Linked DNA regions of Gossypium arboreum: region 1 is linked to region 2. Evidence: chromatin contacts called from public Hi-C data. All regions are on one chromosome and are shown on one strand. Each heading gives the region's core, a stretch centred on a gene start, on an enhancer-like site or on the middle of the called end of the contact. The rest is flanking DNA. Distances are from core to core; before and after follow the strand shown.

Region 1 (3,433 bases), core at 747-3,246, 200 kb before region 2:
TTTACTATTAAAAACTAGTCTATATATATATGCATGGGGTATGCATGACACGTCACATGTCACTGTCTGTTTATGATCTAACATATATAGATTAATTTACTCATTTTTTTGAGTGGAGAGATAAAACCATAATCTAACTCTTAGTACAAATACTTTCATAATATTTTTACCAAAAATATTTCATTATTACTTTATTTCCTAATTTTTATTATTTATAAATGAAAATATTCCCTTGCATGTTAAATATTCAATTATAAAATAAATTTCATGTTGATTCCATTCCACAATTCCTTACTTTGCCTCTATTTATAATCTTTGGTGAGTTGCCTTTACATATGTGAGATAGGATTGATAGGCACACCCACCATTAAAAAAGAGTGGAACAGTGGAAACACTTTCTTCATTAGCCTTTAACCATTTATCGACCAAATCCACGAAATTTATCAAAATAAGTGAAGAAAACAACAAAATAAAAGATCTCAAAAGATATTCATCAATTACTTATAAATCTCTATACAATGTGATGTTACTTATTATTAAAACCAATTAAATTAAAGGTAAATTAGTTTACTAATTTTTAAGGTACTTTTATTTTGGTCATTTAAAATGAAATTATTGTAATTTAGTCATTCAATTTTCATAGTACTTTCATTTTAGTTACTTAGCTAGTAAATCTCTTGCGAGTTAACTTATACACGTCATATCATATTCACATTTTAATTTTGGTCACCCAACTTTTAGGTCTTTTTCATTTTAGTCACAAAAAAATTCCTTTTAAAAGCATTGATTAGGTAAAAAAATAAAAAAGTAATATATTAAAATTTGTCAAATTATAATTGTTTATCATATTGCGAAAATTTTAATTTTAAAACATAAAATCAATTAAATAAATTATTGAATTTTTTTATACCTTAAAATTTTATATTTCAAAACATAATGTTAACCAATTTGTTCTGTAATATTTAAATTAATTAAATTAATCTCTTTTAAATTTTATTTTATCTTTTCATATTATTTTAATTAAATTAACTCGATAACTCATATTTGATAATTGTGTGTGAAGTTTAAATTTATTTTGATTGTATAATATCAAATCTTTCATACTAAGTTAAGCTAAAAGAAAAGAAAAATCATTACAATTAATTAAATTAATTGTTTGTTCTTCGTTGGGTAAAAGAATGATGAAAAATTCTGCATTTGTTTGCCATGGAAGATAAAATTAATTGATTTGATTAATTGTAAGGATTTTTTTTGCTTTTAGCTTAGTATGAAAGACTTGATATCATATAATCAAAAGAATTTTGGGTTTTATGTACAATTAGTAAAGATGTTTTATTTGAGTTGGTTTTTGAAAACATAAAATAAAATTTTAAGATTTAAAAGGAGACTAAATTAATTCATTTAATTATTTTCAATATTATAATAACTAATCGTTTGACACTATTAAGGTATAAAATATTTTCAATAACTTATTTAATTGATTTTAATGTTTTAAAATTTAAAATTTCAATATTGAAAAAAATTAGAACTTTCAGCAAGGGATAAACAAGTACAATTTGATAATTTTTAAAGCATTCTTTTAATTTTTACCATTTTTTCACATTAATCTTAATTTTTTTAACTACTCAATATTAGGAAATAGGATATTTTTTGGGACAAAAATGAAAGCAACTTAGAAGTCAGGTGACTAAAAATGAAAGTATAAACTTGATATGATGTGTATAAGTTAGCTGCCTTTAGAGATTTAACAATTGTGTGACAAAAATTAAAATGGCCTAAAAATCGAGTGACAAAATTGTAAAGATTTTATTTTTGGTCACTCAAGATTAAAATGATCTAAAAATTAGGTAATTTTCGTTTAAATTAATCTATTTGCAAGTATAATATTAAAATTAATTAATATAATTTTTTAAAGATGATGATATGGTAAAGAGAGGATTTTATTTTCATTAATATAAAATAATATTCAAATAAAAGGAAAAAAAAGAGGGGGAAAAAGGGGGGGTGGGGAAGAAAAGAGAAAATGAAAAAGATAAGTAATACCTGGTTGCAGGGAACCGTGGAGTATTGACCTCTAAAAAAGATGACACTGGAAAAAAGTGTAGCGTTACCGTTAAGTAACAGCGAGTTGAATCGGTGGTATCTGGTGTAGGCTTTTACTGACGAAAACCTCTCTATATTTCGATGTTGCTTACAATTCTGTTTCTCTCCTCATTCACTTGTTTTTTTTTTTGCTTCTCATTTCTCTTTTTTTTTTCTTTTCTCCTTTACGGCAAAACAAAGGAAGAAAACGAGAAAGTGTAAACGTATAATAGAGGGAAGATAAAGAACAATAATAAGTACGGAACAAAAGGGAAAAAATGGTCTGTAAGGTTGTGGAAGATGATGATTTGGTGGAGATTAGCATGATAATCGTTCGTAGAGGTCACTCTTCTTCTCGATTCCTCGATGCTTATCCCAAAAGGTACACTTTTAAGATCCCTTCATTTCTCTTCTAGAAAAAATTCCTTTTCTTTTTAAAAAAGTTGGTTTTTTTTCGTGGAAAAAGAAATAAGAATTGTTTCTTTTTTTGATGTTTTTGATTCAGTTTTTCCCACCTGTGTTTGGAGGATTTGGGGAGATTCTAGATAGTGTTAGATAATGTCTTTCTTTAGCAGCTTTTTGATAGGAAAATCTCTGTCTCTCTCTATAATCAGGTAGAGATTGAAGAGATTTTTTTTCTCTGTTTTTTTTTAAAATATTTGTTTCAAATGAATGTTCTTTTTGTTGTATTTTAGTAAGTTAGGGTTATTGGATTGATATAGTTTTGTTAATTTCTGTGAATTTTTGTGCGGATTGTTGTTTGTTCTGATGGATAAATTTTAGGGTTTTGATGGAAGGGAGATCATGTGGTGACTGATATGATGATGATGGTGTTCATAACGTTGTTGTTTTGTTGAAATCTTCGTTTTCGGGGGGGCAAAAATGGAAAAAATTAAACCACCAACAGCAGTACTTACCTTCTTCAACCGGATAAGCTGAAATGGGAGATTCTTTGCTCACAGCCTTGTTAATGGAAAATCATCACCCTTCCACCCTCTTATCTATGGATTCAAGTGCTTCTTCTCATGATGAATTGGATTTGGAAATGAATAGGCAAACTGTTCTTTCTCGGCCGCCTGATATCAATTTGCCTCTCTCCGCCGAGCGTAGCCCTCCCCCACAGCCATGGAATTCAGACCAGTGTGATATTTTGGATGTTGGGCTCAGTTCACAAGCATTTGAGATTGAGAGCTACCTTGCTGCACCCAAAGCGGAACGAAAGTTTGCCAAGCGGGTAGACAGCATATGGGGTGCTTGGTTATTCTTTAGCTTTTACTTTAAGCCTGCTTTGAATGACAAATCAAAGGGCAAGATTATTCGCGATAGCAACGGTGTTTCTGGTTTTGACAAA
Region 2 (3,390 bases), core at 382-2,881:
AAGATTCAACAATATAAGCAAAAATGGTGGTTTTATTATCATTAAACATAGTCTTAATCACAAATAAACCTTTACTCAAATAAGCTTTCCCAACATAAGCTCTGTTACGGGAAAGTAAAAGTTTATTGAATTCAAAGACTAGTTTAATGTCTGTCTTATTCAGTAATCCACCACTGATCAAATTCCTATGCATGGTAGGTACATAAAGAACATTATTTAATGCTAATGTTTTGCCAAAAGTAAGTATAAGTAAGATATTTCCTTTACCGAGTACTTTTGAACTGATAGAATTATCCATGTAGGCTTGTTCACCTTCAGCTACACTTTCAATTTCGATAAACATTTCTCTGTTGGCACATAAGTGTTTTGAAGTGCCTGTGTCTACATCCATTAAGCATTATTCTCGACTAGGTTCACTTTGGAAACCATCACGGTTGTTATGTAATCTGAATTTTCAACTAGATGTGCTTGTGGTTTGTTCTCATAATGGCAATCAGAGCACTGGTAGTTGGTTTGGTTGAGAGGCTCAAGCTTGGAGAGATCAAGAATATATTTGTTCATTGTGACAATATATTTGTTCATTATGACAAACATGTCTAATAGTAATATAAATTTGCTTCTAAATTGTTCGAAAAATTACTATTACAAAACAAATTCGTTAGCACCGACTGAATAAATAAAACACGTGTAAATAAATGAAATAATAATTGTGTCATGGAAAAACATTGCCTTAGAAGCAAGTTCACCTTGATCGATGTAATCGTATAGTGGATGTCACCCCTCAAGGTTAACATAATACTTTAATATTCGTAGATCCTAATAAAGAAGATCAAACACGTTTGGTATTGCTCTTCTCAAAAAGAATCGTGAAATAAGATAAAAAAAATAAAGCTTTAAAGTCGGTCAGAAAATTTGGCTGGAAAAACCACACTAGGTTCAATTTCCAAAAAAAATTGGAGGGTCACAAATAGTCTTACTTAAAATTCAATCTTTTAGACAAAATTTCCTCTAATGTAATTTTAGTAATATACCAAAGTTTTAGAGAAAAGAAAGATGAAAGAATCAAGAAGAATTAGTCCAAGTTCATTCTAACTTAAAATTAAAAAGAAAAATTGTTGCTGATGTGTCACTACCATATCAGTAATCATGGGTCAATTTAGTAGCCATTAATGGTCACACCAACTATTCCTTAAAAACTAATGATGAATGTTAGTCAAATGGCTGATATAGTTAGTTTTATAAGTTCAAGGCTAAATTGGAGCTAAAAGGTTTAGAGGGATTTAATTGAATTTTTTGAAATTGTTCGGTGCTTATAATACTATTAAGCTAAAAAAAAAAAAAAGCAAAGGTGGGAAAACAGAAAAATGAAATTTCAGGCGGAGGAATTTATGTCAACAATCCACCTCATCAATCCGGGTATATTACACTTGACCAACTACATTAATACACAGACACGGATTACTCTAATAAAACATAAATCTAACGGATATGCTTTTGCATCTTCTTCATCTTCAACCAACAAAGTCAAAACGCACGGATCACAAATATTTACCGTCGATAACATTCCATCAAACGGTCTATATTATTCTTTGTCATTGCTAACCCCGAGAAAGAGCCTTCGTATTTAAACCCCTTCACATCCCCCCGCTTCAAACAAGTTAAAAACTCGAAAAATAGGATCTTCACTTTACAGGCATTTTAATCCCTTAAATCTCTCTCAACCAAAAAAATGTCGGGACGTGGAAAGGGAGGCAAGGGTTTGGGAAAAGGTGGAGCGAAGAGGCACCGGAAAGTTCTCCGGGATAACATTCAAGGCATTACGAAGCCGGCAATCCGGAGGTTGGCTCGTAGAGGTGGCGTGAAGAGAATCAGTGGTTTGATCTACGAGGAGACGCGAGGTGTGCTCAAAATCTTTCTGGAAAATGTGATTCGTGATGCCGTTACCTATACGGAGCACGCTAGGCGCAAGACTGTTACGGCCATGGATGTTGTTTATGCTCTCAAAAGGCAGGGCAGGACACTATATGGTTTCGGTGGTTAAAGAGGATTTTTAGGAATTTATTATTTAGATTTTGCAAGTCTCTTGCAACAGCTTGTTGTTTTCATTTTGTTTGGGCTTCAATCTTTTAATAAAACTTGGTCTTATTTGATATCTTCAACTTTTCGTCTGAGTATTTGTTTCTGGGTTTTGTGCATCCAAGAACATTTGACCCACGCCCATGTGAATTGTGGAACTTGGGTTGGTGGGTTCTTTTAAAGGGTAAATTGGGTCAGTGTTTTTTGATGGATAAATGAACACTTCTGATATCCGGAAGCTCAACGGGCGTAGTGGTACTTTATTTTATCAATTAACATAAAACTTGAATGTTGAACATTTTTATCTTCTCTTTTAAACATTATTTAATAAATCTAAAAATAAATAAAAACATTATATTCAGAGCAAACTACTCTTTTTAAATAACCATAAAATTGATTTGCAATTTCTTTGAAATTAATCATACAACTTTTTATTAGTTTCTAGTGTTCTCCTTACTAGTAAAGTTTTATCAGGGCTAATTTTATTACCACCGAAATGATAAAATTAGACGAAAAATTTATAATTCAATTAGTCTCCTAACTTCTCCCTTGCACTCATCTCTCGCCACGCATACATGCAACGTCCCAAAGATAGTATTCATTTGTAAAAATAACTAGATTAACATATTTTTATGATTTAAAAATTATTTATAGAAAAATTATATAAAACTGTTGTGTATCTTATAAATGAACATTTTTCTATTTATATGAGTTTTATGCTTTTTATAAAAATATAACTATTCAATAGATATCAAATTGGATAATTACATTTATTAATAATGAACACAATTATATTAAGTATTATTTGAATAACCATTACTTTTTATTAATAATTAAGTAATTTAACTTTTAATAAAAGGAGCTGTAACAACTTGAAATTTTTGATCTTTCGTACAAGATTATTTTAAATTATCCGATCATAGATTCAATAAAAAATTAATTTTTATTGAATTTATTCATAATTAAAATATGAAAAAGCCATTAGTGTTTTAAGTTATTTTCTAAATTTTGGTTTCATCAAATTAAATTAAGAATTGAGGGTAAAATGATAAATTTATCATCAAACATATTTTGATATTTTAAAACATGTATGTGATTAAGTATTAAATTATGTAAGAGTGAACCGACAATGTAGTGTTTTGACTTTTCAAACTGTCTCATGTTTGCTTTATTTAATCTTAGCTACACATTGACTAGTCTTTTAACTCTTTGACCATTGGTGATATTTTAAACATGATAGAAATGAAAAAGAACCCATCTTTTTTATTCCTTTAGTTGGCCATGTCAAGAAAGCAAGGGAAAGAAACTTGTTCT

The links. A called contact is a pair of places that touch in the nucleus more often than the background predicts.
Region 1: a Hi-C map of leaf shows a contact between it and region 2, with 2.8 times the contacts expected there. The contact joins the promoter of LOC108457616 here to the promoter of LOC108458019 in region 2. A contact is called at or near these places in 2 of 5 Hi-C or Micro-C datasets (both in leaf).

What each region holds. Positions count from the first base shown.
Region 1 is chr4:104,125,482-104,128,914 of ASM2569848v2, reverse strand. LOC108457616 reads left to right here and starts at 1,996. Exons shown (of 2, transcript XM_017756657.2): 1 at 1,996-2,464; 2 at 2,866-3,433. The coding sequence starts at 3,023.
Region 2 is chr4:103,922,044-103,925,433 of ASM2569848v2, reverse strand. It overlaps LOC108458019 (histone H4), which reads left to right and starts at 1,631. Exons shown (of 1, transcript XM_017757248.2): 1 at 1,631-2,159. The coding sequence starts at 1,730. The coding sequence ends at 2,041. LOC128291677 (a long non-coding RNA gene) reads left to right here and starts at 3,360. Exons shown (of 3, transcript XR_008281499.1): 1 at 3,360-3,390.